2 separate regions of the Rattus norvegicus genome follow, and region 1 is linked to region 2. A link is a contact called in public Hi-C data. All regions are on one chromosome and are shown on one strand. Each heading gives the region's core, a stretch centred on a gene start, on an enhancer-like site or on the middle of the called end of the contact. The rest is flanking DNA. Distances are from core to core; before and after follow the strand shown.

Region 1 (7,228 bases), core at 1,628-4,127, 89 kb after region 2:
CCCTCACCCAGGCCTCTCCTCCCAGTTGCCGTTCTTGCAAGTACATGAAGCCTGTCAGTCTCACCAGAATGAAAGTCCAACAAGGGCAGGACAAGGGCAGGCAGCATATCTGCCATGTTCACAGTTGTCACCACCATACAACCACTGTTGGAATGAATTAATGACAGAGTTAAAGAATGTAAATCTGGAGATAGGCATATTAGTGAAGACTTGGCTATGGAGATGTGTATGAGACAGGGAGGGTGCCTAACTGGGGACAGGGAAGAGAATGGGGGAGGGAAAAGAGCATGGAGAGGATATGGTATAGAATCTATATAGCCCGGTAACTACTTGTATCCTTTTGACAAAAAGCAGAAGTGGGGGAGTATTCTCTAGGAAGAACTGCTAGAGATTGCTAATGGACTAAAGGCAAGCATGATTTTTAAAAAGTTTTCCTAACAAAGACATCATGAATCTTGCAGGTAAATGGATGGATCTTGAGAATATCATCCTGAGTAAGGTAACGCATTCCCAAAAGAACATGCAAAGTATGTATTCACCTATAAGTGGACATTAGCTATAAAATACGGGATGCCCATGTTATACTCCACGGACCCAAAGAGGTTGGGCAGGAAATAGGGCACAAGCAAGGATGCTTGAGCCTCACTTGAAAGGGGAATGGGATGCCTGTGGAAGGCAGATGGGGGGAGAGAAGTGAGTGAGAGGGGGAATCCAGAGAAGAGTGGGAGCCTCAGGGTGTGTGTGAGGAGGAGCAGGGAGGATGGCTGGATGGCAATGAGAATGAATAGAAATCTGCAACTGATGAGTGTGGAGGGTGTTAAGAAGGAGGTAGGGAGCATCTCCAGAAAGAGACAGAGACCTGGGATTGGGGAGGCACCCAGGAATCAATGGGGGTGTCCTTAGCTGTGACTCACAGCATTGGGAAGTCTGCCTCCTTTGGCCAGGCAAGAAAACTGGTGGAGCAATATGGACAGCATCCCACCCACAAAAGTCTTGTCCCAAAACTTACCCTGTCTACAAGAAATTCAGGAATTGGTGATGGAGCAGAGATTAAGGGACTAGCCAACCAATAACCTGCCCAACTGGAGACCCATCGCATGGGCAAGCACCAATCCCTGACACTATTAATGACGCTCTGTTATGCTTGCAGACAGAAGTCTACCATGGCTGTCCTCTGAGAGGATCCCCTCAACAACTGACCCAGACGTAGGTATACACCCACAGCCAAACCGTAGATGGAGCTTGGGGATTCTTATGGAAGAATAGGAGGAAGGATTGCAGCCCCTAAGGGCATAGGAACTCGACAGGAAGACCAACCTGGCTCCTTAGGGCTCTCAGAAACTGAACCACCAACCAAAGAGCATACAAGGGCTGGATGTAGGCCTCTTCACACATATGTAACATGTCTTCATGTGGGTCCCAAACAACTGGAGTGAAGGCTCCTGAGATAAAAAGGCGAAATTAATTAATTAATTAAGGCGAAGGGAGAAATTAATAGCATGGTGAATCCCAGGTTCTGCTTAGGACTCATTCATGTGCGCTGCCAGGAGATGAGACTCCAGGACAAAAGTCAGTTCAGCTTTGTCATTCAGTTTGAGGGGCCATTGATGCACTCAAAATACCGAAGGGGATGCTGAGGTCTGAAGTTGCAGAGAAGTTAAAGTTCAGGAGAGATGTGTGAATGCAGACAGACAGACACAGTAGCGGTGCCAGCTGAAGCTATCAGAACAATCAAAAACAGTCACAAAATAAGAAAAGAAAAGCCAGACAGAACAACCAAGTCTTCGTGAGACGGACACGTCTGAAAGAAGAGTGTGGGAGCACACTATTAGAAAGGTTACAATGCTGGGAAATTGTATGGAAAGAAAAGAGTTATTTTGATTAAGGCAAGAGTTCAAAGAAGGAAATAGTATGTGGAAATGGTAAATCAGAGCCAGATTTTGGAGATCACTAAATGTCAAAGAAATCAACTGTTTCCACCCTCTCTGTGATCAGTGGGAAGAGTAACTGTACATGTGCTGGATTTTGTGAGCTGAGCCCCCTAACCCTGGAGGAGAATTTAGAAGCAAAATGGGTCATTTAAGTGTCCGGACCATGGGGTTGGAAAGAGGGCTTCGCAGATCAGAACACTCTCAGCTCTTCCAAAAGTACTCGGGTTAATTCCCAGCATCCACGTGACAGGTCAGAAACCATCCATAATTCCAGCTTCTGGGGATCCAACACCCTCTTCTGTCTTCTGTGGGCACCAAGCATACACGTGGTAAACAAACATACATGCAGGCAAAACACTGATACACATAAAAACAAATGAATAAAATTTTTAAAGAGAATGAATATGTTTGCCTCTAACATATATCATCTAATCCAAAGCGCCACTGACTTGAAGAAGCTGGAGAGGAAAACCCAGAACTTCAAGGGCTGTCATTATTTTTGCTTAGTTCTTAAGCAAAGCATGCTGCCAGTGACAATGACAGACTCCCCAAGAATCCTGCTGGTCCAGCCAAATCCAAAACCAATCGCAGCTTATCCCACAGCCTCTGTGAGGAGCCTCTGTCATGGAGTCTTGGCGCCACAGTGAATGCTGGGATTTTTGGGTTATATCCCAGAGAAGCCATCAGACCAGAGCAGAAAGAGGTCTGTTCACCTTTCCGTTACAGCGTCCCACAAACAAAGAAAATGGCCCCAAGGCAAGGAGAGGGCAGACATCCTGACTCTTAAATGTTGGCAGCCCTACCTTCTACCCTGACTCTGTGGTTTTGGGAGAAGTTTAAAGCTGTGCTTCAAAAGTAATTATACATGAAGGACCTGGTTAAGCATAACCACAGCAGGGGAGAGAGATGAGCTGTATCTCTGCAGGAGGCCTCAGGGCCCATGGTGAGTATGTGTGTCTGACTGTGCAGTAAGGTATGCAGTGACGTCTTGGTGGATGGCATGTGTCTGGCATCAGAACGATCTGTTCTGTGGTCTAGGAGAAGGACAGCGATTCGGACTGACAGACAGGTGGTTGGCAACTGGTTGGGTGTCCACAAACATCTTCAGGAGAATGCACTGGCTCAGACACTTTGATGGCACGTACTGTATGGTCACTTTCAGAAAATCTTAAAGTTCCTGGACAACGTCCGAGGCTACAAAACTCCACTGAGATATGAGCTGGGCAGATCTGCCACCCTGAGGAAATGACTGGCCCTGGAACTTTGAGGAAAGAAAAGGCAAAGTAAGTGTAGTTGATCAAAAATTCTTTGATCAAAATTATGGCCAATCTTTCCTCTAGACCCCAATTTAACTTTGTTCTGGATCATTCTTCTCAGTGGAAGTAGTGTTAATAGGCAGGGGGATCTTTTGGAGAGGAGAGAGACCACTTCTAGATTTTGAAAGCATAGGAAGACTGAGCTTTGCCTTTTAGACTTCCTCAAGATGCCCCATGTTAAAGAAGAAAGCCCCCCATTTTCTCTCAGCTCGCTTGTGATGATCAATGTGTTCAGTGTTGTGAAAGAGGCAAAACTAACCATAGGAAGATCACAAAGGACAGGGCTCATGAAGGAGTCAAGTTTAAGAGTGAATCCAAAATATGAGATCTATGGCTAAGGGTACCAATACCATGGAGAATGGAAAATACACGATGGAGGTAGGCTCTGTCTTAGCTAGTAAAGCTAGTTAGGTAGCTTCTACTAGTAGTGAAGCTGGTAAAGCTACAGATGAGAAAGAACCGACCCTGGGCTCCCAGGCTCATAATTGCTTGTACAATATACAGGCTGGAGGGAAGGTATTGTTGATGAGGAATGGCCATGTTGGTATGAGGACCTGGGTCCAATTCCCTAAGCCCAAGTGAAAACACCAAGCATGGTGGCACATGCTTGTGATTCCGTCTCTGGGAGGAGAAGGCAGGGGGATAGGTCTCTGTGCTGTCTAGCCAGACAGACAGACAAATTGGCAAGTTCTAGGCTAGTGAGCAACCTTGTTACAAAGGAAGTAGACAGCATTTCTGAAGATAGGCAGACAGTATCTTCCAGCCTCCACAGACCTGTGTACACACCCATGCAAACATACACCTATACATACATGTACACACATGTTTGAGTGGGATTAATGCCAGAAGTGTTCTAAAAGAAAACTAACTCTGTCTGAGGACCCAGCAAAGCCTCCTAGCTAAACTAGAAATAGGTATGTGTTTTGAGGTCAGAAAATAATGTTGTTTGCGCGTGTATGTTGTTTACGTGTGTATATGCCCCGGTACATAGCATATGTCTCCCAACAATGGTTTGCATCTGGCAAACTCATACTAAAGGTTTTTTAATTAATTCAATGACAGGTTACTATAGCTTTCTGTTGGCCATTCCTCCTAAATCTCACTCTTGTTTTCTGGGAGTGCCTGGAGAGTTTCATTTTTGAATAACATCTGGTAAATGGGATAACAATTAGACATAGAGATTGCCATTTTATGACATGAGACAACTTTTTAAGAAAGGATCCCTGTGGCCTGCAGTTAAAAGAGAAGTCTTTGTCGTTGTGATCATCCTAGATCATTTATTGGGGACTCAGTGGGCAGCAGCTGCTCTAAGTATTCTTTAATCCTCACAATAACCCAGCATGGTGGGGAGCTTGTCACATGGGAACTCAATATAAGGAAAGTAAACAGAAGAGCTAAGATAATCAGCCTCAGAGCCTGCCACTCAGGCATCCCACACTTGCAGCTCAAAACTAAGGGCACAGGGGACTTAAACTTTGTCCCAGTACGCAGGGCAGAGGTCAGTAAGTATTAAAATTAAATGCATTTTTAAGCTCTGTAATTTTACCAGCTCATTTCCCCCTAAATTCCCACTATTTCTTAGTAGAAAGGGATGGGTCCTGAATGCAAAAGTGTTTTTTGTTGCTCATCTTGCCCAAGTGAATATATATTGCTAAGAAAATAATGTTAAGGGCCAGCAGAAAGAATGGAAACAGGCAATCTTGGGAGGTATGATCAGGGGTGGGGGGGCCAGGGAGAGTGGGGGACTCCAGAATGTATCAGAGACCTGGGAGGTGAGAGACTTTCAGGACTCAAAGGGAGGGGCCTTAGATGAAATGCCCTACAGTGGGGAGAGGGAACTTGTAGAGCCCACCTCCAGCAGAAAGACAGGATAGTGAGGGATAGTGTTTCCATCCCACAGTCAATAACTCTGACCCATAATTGTTCCTGTCTTGAAAGAACTACAAGGACAAAAATGGAGAAGAGCCTGAGGAAAAGGAGGTCCAGCGACAGGTCCAAAGTGGGATCCAGCTCAAGGGGAGGCCCCAAGGTCTGATGCTATTACTGAGGCTACGGTTTGTTTACAAATAGGGACCTATTATGACTACCCTCTGAAAGGCCCAAAAAGCAGCCAAGTTAGAAGCAGATATTTGCACCCAACCAATGGACAGAAGCTGCTGACCCCTCTAGTTGAATTCGGAAAAAGCTGGAGGAAGCTGAAGAGGATGATGACCCTGTTGGAGGACCATCAGTCTCAACTAACCTGGACCTCCAAGATCTCTCAGACTCTGAATCACCAACTAGGCAACATACACCAGCTGAGATGAGGCCCCCAACCCATATACAGCAAAGGACTCTTGGGTATGGGTTCAGTCAGAGAAAATGCACCTAACCCTCAAGAGACTGGAGGCCCCAGGAAGTTTAGAGGTCTTGTGGGGTGGGTAGGGTGGGGACATCCTTGTGGAGACAGGGGTGTGGGTGGGGGGTGGGGAAGGAGAAGGTATGAGATGTAGAACAGTCAGAGGGTAGACCAAAGGGACTGTAAAAAAAAGATTAAATAAAAATAATAATAACAAAAAAAGAAATAAAAAGAAAAGAATGCTAGAACCACAGAACTCATCATTTCTCATCAGTTAATAAAGACAAGTTGGCAGGCCTTGGGAGTAAGAGGAAAAATGCAATGTCAGGATTAGCTTTCCCCGAATTAAGTTAATATGTTTGCTTTGGTCTCACCATCTGGAAAATGGAGCTAATAAAATTGTGGCCTCATTGAGACACAGAAAGATTAGCAAACCAACGTCTGTAATCTGAGCAGTCTAGATTTTCTTAGAGGCAACAAAGACTACTACCATGTATTTATCCCAGTATGATCATTAGCAAGGACTGATGCCAGCCTCCCTTGAATTTTCCCAGCATTCAGAGCAACCATAGTCAGAACCCAGTCTATAAGAGGCTAAAGTTTATCCCTGCATGGTAGCCATGGATGGCCCACACAGACAGTGGGATCAGCAGGGAAGAACCCACGTGGATGGGCCTGGTCTCTCATTTTCATGACCTCAACTTTTCCAGCTGGGTCACTGCTTCACATGGCAAGTGCTCTTCTGTCAGAGCAGACCCTTTGGTTTCCTTGTAGAGGAGAGTGGGGGTGGGGCTTTGCACACAATCCCAAGTGAATCAAGCCTGGAAGACAGTCTACATCAAACCTCAAGGATAGACTCCAAGCGTATAAAGGGATGACAGTTTCTACTTCATCGATCAGCGTAATGTGTAAGATTAGAACAAATACAATCTGACTTTGTTCCCAAAGCTACCTTGAGTGCATATTATGTCGTAGAAACTGATCAATGAGGTGGACGTATAGAACTGAACAAGGTAGAATCATTGCCACCACCAGCCCAGCACTTACAGACTTCATATTCCAGAGAGAAAGCCAAAGCTTCATTCTCACAGAAAGAAGTCAAAATTCATAAAGCATTACCTTATACGTCCATGAAAGGGTTAAATGATTTAATGATTGCTCATAATCTCCGTGGATCTTTTAAGGAACATGCTGTCTCTTTCTCAGCACTATATAGAATTTTATTGAACATACTGAGAAGCGAGAACCCCGTAACCTGTATCCTGTGAAGGGGGAACCATCTCACGTGGTTGCTGTTACCTGTTTCTCTTCCCCTACGTACAGCGGAAATGCTGAGAGTGCCCACTCAGGATGAACTGCATTCAAAGAAGAAAAATCAAACTCCCAAGTGGAGACCCCAAAGCAGATGCCCAGATCAGTCTCGTAACTTAATTGATCAAAGGGGTTCCACAGAAGGCTGGGCGGCTTCCATGTGCCACAGGCCCGTGACCTGTGAGAGTGTCGGAACAGGTCTGTTCTTGGAGATGGGACAGAAAACAATCAGTGAGAGACATCAGAAGATGAGGTTAGGTCTCTACCGCACCGCAGCACAGAGCACATGATGAAGAAGATGTCTCGACATACAGTTGAGTTTCCCTTTCTAA
Region 2 (7,477 bases), core at 2,568-5,067:
ACAGCAGCTGTGAGCTTGTCTGCGAGCCTCCGCCTTTCCCTATACCACACCCCTTGTGGATGGGTAAGGGGTGTAGATGGAACGAATGACTTCTGGCTTTCTGAACCACAGTGGGGTAACTATGGCTGACAAGGATTAACCGTGTATTCCAAAGTAACTAGGAGAGAGATCTGTGCATGTCCTCAACACTAAGGTATGATAAATGTCTGAAGTGATGGCGATGCCAGTCACGTGCACTGACCACTTCACATTGTACATGCATATTGAAATGTCACGCTTTACCCCACAGATATATGTCAATCAAAGATAACACAAGGACCGGGAGATAGCTCTGTGGATAAAGCGATTGCTACTCAGGTGTGAGGACTTGAGGTAAATGTTGGTGGCCGTGGCAGCCCACCTGAAGTAAATCCTTATACTCTGGAGGCAGAGCAAACTGGCTGGCTAGACGGGCCACATCGGTGAGTTCTGGGCTCAGGATGAGAGCCTGTCTCAGGAAATGAAGTAGAAGGTAGCCAAGGGAGACGCAGGGTAAACCCGTGTCCTATACACATGCATGTCCACACATGTTGTGCATGCACATGCGCACACACAATTTTCTATGTGGTTTTCAAAACGCCACTATGCTGCCCTCTCCAACCTGTCCCCAAACTAACATTTCCAAAATACAAGCCTGTCATCCCACTTCAAGGTTTCAAAACCTCTGAGAGCTCTCCACCGTTCAAAAGCTTATGTGGGAACAGTGGCTTTCACCCCTGGATTGATGTTAGAGGCCCCTGGGGAACTTTGAAAGGCTCAGGTGCGTAGAACTCACCCGAGACCCAGTGGAGTGGGATCTCTGGAGGGGCAAAGAGCAGAAAGACACACATCAAAGCTCATGCTGGCTCTGAATGGTAGTGTGAACTGACAGCCATTGCAGCAATGACCCCTGCCTGTCCTTCCCGCTGGCTCCCTGGGTCCTCAGCCAGAGAAGCCACTTTGCCGCCCCCGTGTCATTCATGTGCAGCCTGACTCTCCCAAGTGTCTAGCTGCTTCCCTCACTGATTCCGTCTGTCTTTCTAGATCTGATACCATCACTATAGCCCCCTAAAACCTTTTTAGTGGAATTAGACACAGGCACACACGCGTGCACACATATGCACACACACTTAGTGACTTTAGTGACTCACTTTTTCTTTAAGCCACTACCATCTGATTTGTTTCCTGTCTTCAATAGTTCTAAGAGTTGACCAGGGGTAGCAGTTTGCTTGCTCGACTTTACCTTGTGCATGCACAGAAGAGATAACACTTGGGTGCTCTGCTCCTGGCTTCTAGTGCATCCCAACTTCTTAAGTCTCTTTTCACTTTGGGTCATCCTGAAGCATGGAATGACTTCCTTTGAGCTTCAGATCTTTGAGGATCCATAACCTGGCTCTAAGAAAAAGTGTTTGAACCTCTCTGAAAAGGAGATCGCCCCCAAAACCCATTTCATAGGCCCATTTTCCATGACTGGAAAAGACTGCTGGGCAGGCCATGTTAAAGCAAAGGACAGCATGCAGGAAGGTTGGGGGCTTGGATGTTGCCCGCTCTATAAACACTGTGAAATGAACTTCTTAGATTCCCTTTTCTGCTCACAGTAAACTATTTGAAGGTCAGCTGAATATTTCTCCATGGCAACAAAGGACCTACATGCAAAAGGATGCTAAAACAGCTTCAGTCTCCCACACAGTTCAGTTCAGTGGCCAAACCGTGGGGTCAATGATGGGCATGGTGTCATCTGATGCCATCAAACCGTCCTCCGGAACAAAGGCTATGGCGATAGAACTTGGCTATAGAACTTGGCTATAGAACTACACAGACACAGAGAGGTTAGCAATCCTAGGAGCAGTTTTAATGGATCATAACATCTGAAGAGGGAGCCCACCAACCTGGTCTGTGATGGTTTGACTAAGAATGGCCCCCATAGGTTTGATCATCGGGGAGTAGCACTACTTGGAAAGGATTAGGTGTGTCTTTGTGGAAGTAGGCATAGCCTTATTGGAGGAAGTGTGTCCGGGGCCGGGGGGTGTTTAAGGTTTCAAAAGCCCAAGCTAGGCCCAGGATCTCTCTCTCCCTGCTGCCTGTGGATCTGGATGTGGAACTCTGCTACCCGCCCCCCCCCCCCAGAACCATGTCTGCCTGTGTGCCTCCCATGCTTTCTGCTGTGATGACAATGGACTGCGCCTGTGAAACGGTAAGCCAGCCCCAATCACATGCTTTCCTTTCTAAGCGTGGTTATGGTGTCTCTTCACAGCAATAGAACACTGACCAAGACAATGTCTTAACAAGCGCACTTAGGAAGCCTGCTGAAAGCTGAGGGTGTTGCTACTGTAGGCAATCTCTCTGGCTCTGGGCTAGTGCTGGGATTGAATCCTTTGTCCGGTAAGCAGTTTCCTGCTAATAGATTTGACCTGATCACGATGATCCCAAGGACTCTTATCTGCAGAGATGAGGTCCATTTGTGCAAAGAAGTATAGAACAGGGAAGAAAGAATCTGAGGAGAAGATATGGAGCTAGAAGGTGCTACAGAAGGGGCCAAGACCGAGGAGGAAGTTACCTAGGGCTTATGCCCCCCCCAAAAAAGTGCCTTAAGACTGAGAGAATCTGTCTCTGAGAATCTCTCCCCTTCAGGAAAGTCTTTACAGTACCCATCTCTGCTGCCGTCGCCACCTCAGCAGCTCCTCTCAGCAGCAATCACTTCTTAAAGTTACAAACTTGTCGCTCATCAGTCTCCAACTATAGAGCTGATTCACTATTTACTGACCACCTCCACTCCTAGGCTAGAAGCATATTCTGTTTATTGTCAGCCTTTGCCTAGCATAGGTAGAACAAGGTATGAATCTGTTTATTTGGATAGGTTTGGCACTTAGAACAGAACCCAGTACATGATGAGATTTAAGCAGTAAATGTTGAATAAACAAGCGGATGAATAAAGGACAGCGTACAAGCTCTGTTAGCACCAGGACTGTTGTGACATGTCCTTTTGTTTCTCCAGTAGGCCACCACTTCCTAGATTCTTGAGTCAATGACAATGCGTATGCACTTTTTTTTTTTTTAAATGATTAGCCCCAATGCCGAGCGAGCTTCATCATCAGATCTGGCCATTGCTGTGGCCTTGCTGAATGTGTTTGCCTGGGTACGGGTGGGGATCCTGAAAACCTGAATGGTTAACACAAGTGGTTTCTGGTGTATGACTTGGCATGGACCCAGAGGTGAAGCCTGAGAAAGCTAAGCAACACACACACCCTAGACAAGACGGGAAAGTGCAGCTTCTAGAACACTTGCCCTCCTTCCCACTCCCACACTTCTACTGCATTCCAAATAACACTGGTTTCCATGTCTACTGTCACACAGGTAAGAGACCACAGCCAACCAAATTCCAGGGTAACGTTCAAATTATCACTTCAGTTGTACATAGTTTAAAATTCTAGGGGAGAAAATAACACAAGACATCTTTTTTTAAAATCAAATGTTTTATTTTTGTTTTCTTGAGTAGGAATTTAAGTTACTTCAATGGTCACTGACTTGGCTACAGAAAACCTTCCAAAATGATACCAAACACGAAAGAAGGGTGATATGAGGAAGCTTCCAGTGTGGAGAGCAGGGAAGGGAGGCTGGGGACTGACTGAAGTGGGGGGGGCGTGGAGGTGAGTCAGGGAAAGCTGAGGGTACCAGTTATTTAGAGAGATTGGCTATTTAAAGTTGAAATGACTGCAAATTTATTTACAACATATGCAGATCTATGGAAGAGATTATGCAAATGTCTAGAAAAGGGGCAGTTAAAAATAGCAATAAGACGGGAGCTTTGGTCTCCAGAATGCTAGAGACTAGTCAGAACTTAACTATGACTGCATCGTGGCCCCTTTGTGGTCTCTTCGTTCGTTCTTTAAACACAGGAAGTTTAAAAGGAGTAAGATTTATTCTTTCCCCTCAAAACCAGGAGAACCAGGAGACAACAAGCCTCAGCTTGCCTCAGCTCTGACCCCCGGGGGATCAGAACCTCACTCTGTTTTTTTTTTTCTTTAAAAAATCTATATCATCAGTCGCATACAGAGATCTCCACCAATTGCTAAAGACTTCCAATTGATATTGTTATCGATGTACTGGATCGATGCATTTGTCATTAAGTAAGGATGGGTTGAAAAACCTCGTGTTTCCAACACGGTGTCCTATCCATATGTATTGTTCAGTTACAACATTGTTGGCTTTCGGGGCCCTCAGTAGAGACGGGCAAACATGCAGATGACATGGAAGGAACCTCTAACGGTCTAAGCATGATGACATCATTAGCACTGTGTACCCAACAATCTAAGAAATTAGAGGCTCTGAGCATCCCTCAAACTTCAGCTCCCCCGTCACCACCACCCACCCTGTCCGCCCCAAGCCTCTCTTGTCTCCTGTGAAGACAGCTCAGATGGCCTTTAGAACACTCTTGCCTTCCCTCCTATGGACCGCTTCTTCCTGCCAGAGAAACGGTCTCTGCTGTAACCAAAGGGGCGGATTTTTAGCTCCACGTAAGGAATGGAGAACTCATGTCCTTTCCATGGCTCCCAGTTCACCCCCTGTAAAACAAACAAACAAACAACATCAAGAACCAGTATCTGGGAGAAGAGTAAGGTGGCTTATGGTAGGGGGGAATCCTAAAGAGCAAGAAACCACTCGCTCTCTGATAGAAGAGGAAAAAGAAGAGAAATTTCTACTAGTGATGGGTTATGAGCCAAAATAGGAGGGCCAGATCATGTACCCTCTCCTGGAATTTGACAAGCTGAGTGGACAGAGAAAGAAGCCTCCATGGTGGGAAGACGGACAGTGAGCCCAAGATGTAGGGGAGGCACAAGGGTGACAAGGGGGTCAACTTAGGCAGAGAGCCGCAAATCATTGCTGTACACTGTTCTTTTCCAAAAAAAAATAAAATAAAATAAAATAAAAGGAAAAAATAAACATATTAATTAGCCAATTGTGTAAAATCATTTTCAATTTAGGCTGTTTAGATATTAGCGCTGGGGTAACAAATGGCCTGCTGAAAACTAAATTTCATTTTATGTCTTTTGACTGGTGAGCACAATAATATTTAATTCACTTAATAACCTTGCAACCTGGCCAATAAAGAGCCCAAGTGACCAATTTTATGTATTTTAATTTGTGAGGTAAATAATAAACAAGAAGCTAAATGGTTTGCAGACCGAGAAAAGCACATTAACCAGATGAATGTCTTTTATTAGCAAATGCAGGGACAGTTTAGGGCATGCTGGCTGCTCATTTCAAATATTTGATCTCTGAGCACAAGCTCCCCTGGTCGGCCCACATGCTGCCACCATGATTCATTGGGCCAACCCTCCTCATTGCCCTAGGGGCAAATTTCTTCTACCCTTTGGAAAAAATAATCACTTAAGGATTGGGAGTTCTGGCTATGTGGTAAGAACAAAAGTAATAAGAATGTGCCTGGATTTAAGAAGTGCTAATATTTACAGAAATATTGGTATGTGTGAGTTCTGGGGACAGGTGGCTTCCTGAAGGCCAAGATCAGGACCTAAGATTGGAAATTAGAGACCCAAGGCAGGTGTATGGAAGACAGGAGATTGACCATGAATAGGAGAAAAGTGTAATTTTCAAGAAGCCAAGAGGGGTCACAGATGTCCTATAGCTGGCAAAGAGTCACTATGATATGCAAGGATCATGGCAGTCCATGAAAGTACAGACAGGAATGTTTGCAAGAGAGGACACCTCACACACACGGAGTCTTGAACATTGTCCTGACAGAGGGACAAGAATAGGGTACAGAAGACTCTTGGAGGCGTGGGTTAAAGTGGAGCCAAGGCTAAGTCTGACCTAAAACACAACCTGTTTACCTAGTGATCAAGGCACAGAGAGTCCTGCTATAACGGAGAGGCCACCAGAAAAGGCAACCAAGTGACTGACCTTGGATTTAATGTTTATGTTCTCGAATTTTGCATATTGAAATTTTACTGGCCCAATTTGGTAGTATTCAGGGGCAGCCCTCTGAGGTGTCATTTTTAGATGCCCCCTACGATAGAAGAGGAGGTCAGGTGACCGCTCTGTGTGTCATGTGAAGATTTAGCTAGAAAGTGCCTGTCTCCATGCCAAGTAGCAAGGCTCCATCAAGAATGAATCTGCTGGCGCCATGGTCTTGAATCAGGAAACTCTAGAACTGTAAAACATGCCAGTCTGTTTTTAAACCACCTAACCTGTGGTAGTTCATTACCACAACCTGTTCTATAACAGGGTCTGATTATGAATTAGTAAGGTACATTGATAGCTAGGTATGGTGGTGCACACCTGTAACCCCAACCCTTAGGAGGCTAAGGTAGGAAGACCCAGAGTCCAAGGCCAGCCTAGGCTATATAGCAAGAGTCTGTATAAACAGATGAACAACAACAAAAATTTAGCCAGATGTGGTGGCAGATGCCTATAATAATCCCAGAATTTAAAAAGTAAAGGCAAGAGGATCAGGAATTTGCCTCAGCTCCAAGGCAAGTATGAAGTCAGCCTGGGCTACAGGAGTCCCACCCTGGCTCTAAAATATTACAAAAGAAACTTAAAAATGAAGTGAGACAGCATGTGATTCACACCATGGCTCTTTATAAATCAGTAACAATGAATCACCCATATGCAGATGAATAGATGTGCGGAAGTGAGACGCACACCATGTAGTATCTATCATCTGGTGACACCATGAAGCCTGAGGTACAGCCTCCTGACCTGACTGGGAGCTTCAGAGAGAGGGGGAAACTACCCCACTCACCTGGATGTCATCGCTTTGGGAGTAGAGACAGGCAAAGTTTGTGACAGAAAAGCTGTTCGCCGGCCACTTACCTCACTGTGCTTGGTCTCCCCATATTTGCCATTCGGGTTGGCCAAATGGCAGTTCTTATACCACCAGCCGCCATGATGCGTCAGCGCGCAGTTGCTGAGGGCAATATCATTGTCTCTGTCAAAAGTTGTGAACTTCCAACCATTGTGGTAGGTAAGAGCATCCCCTGCAGGAGAGACAAGAAGGGAGTCAGGAGCTGAGAAAAAAGGCCCCAGCAGGAAAAATCTAGGCCCAAAACACCAAGGATCCAGTTGTGTATCTCGGGTAACCACAACTAACTCAGAATGGAACAGTGTAGATGAACAGGTTCTCCTTGCTGGCCTGACACTCAAACACCAGCCCTGTTTCTCCATCAACCTCAACAGCATTTTTATTTGGAAGTTCTACCAACACAACAGCAGTCTAACTACCCTTCACTCAATCTAAACACCCTGTGTCCTGAATTTACTACAGTGACCATTCTCCCTGCCACCCCTGACCCAGAGTCCATGAACTTTGTTTGATGACATACCCTTGATCTAACCCTACTTTCTCAAGTCACCCTTCCCACCTCTACACAGCTGCCACCGGGGCCTCTTTTCGTCTCTGAGGGCCTGTGTTCACCCAGCAACCTTCCCTCTCACTCCG

Evidence for each region. Hi-C and Micro-C count contacts between places; a contact is called where the count stands out from the background.
Region 1: a contact with region 2 is called in a Hi-C map of the A7r5 cell line, with 5 times the contacts expected there. The contact joins two enhancer-like sites. A contact is called at or near these places in 6 of 12 Hi-C or Micro-C datasets (the A7r5 cell line, the Rat2 cell line, Schwann cells and 3 more).

The regions. Positions count from the first base shown.
Region 1 is chr13:74,938,899-74,946,126 of GRCr8, forward strand. No RefSeq gene overlaps it. Among named protein-coding and RNA genes, the nearest start is that of Mrps14, 20 kb to the right of the region's middle. Within about 2 kb of position 2,878, at least 9 of the 93 cell types and tissues checked have an H3K27ac peak or open chromatin away from gene starts, as enhancers often do. A contact at or near this core is called in the A7r5 cell line, where this site is marked.
Region 2 is chr13:74,849,109-74,856,585 of GRCr8, forward strand. Tnn (tenascin N) reads right to left here. Exons shown (of 22, transcript NM_001107189.2): 21 at 6,853-7,016; 22 at 3,478-4,580. The coding sequence ends at 4,440. Among named protein-coding and RNA genes, the nearest start is that of Kiaa0040, 45 kb to the left of the region's middle. Within about 2 kb of position 3,818, at least 3 of the 93 cell types and tissues checked have an H3K27ac peak or open chromatin away from gene starts, as enhancers often do. A contact at or near this core is called in the A7r5 cell line, where this site is marked.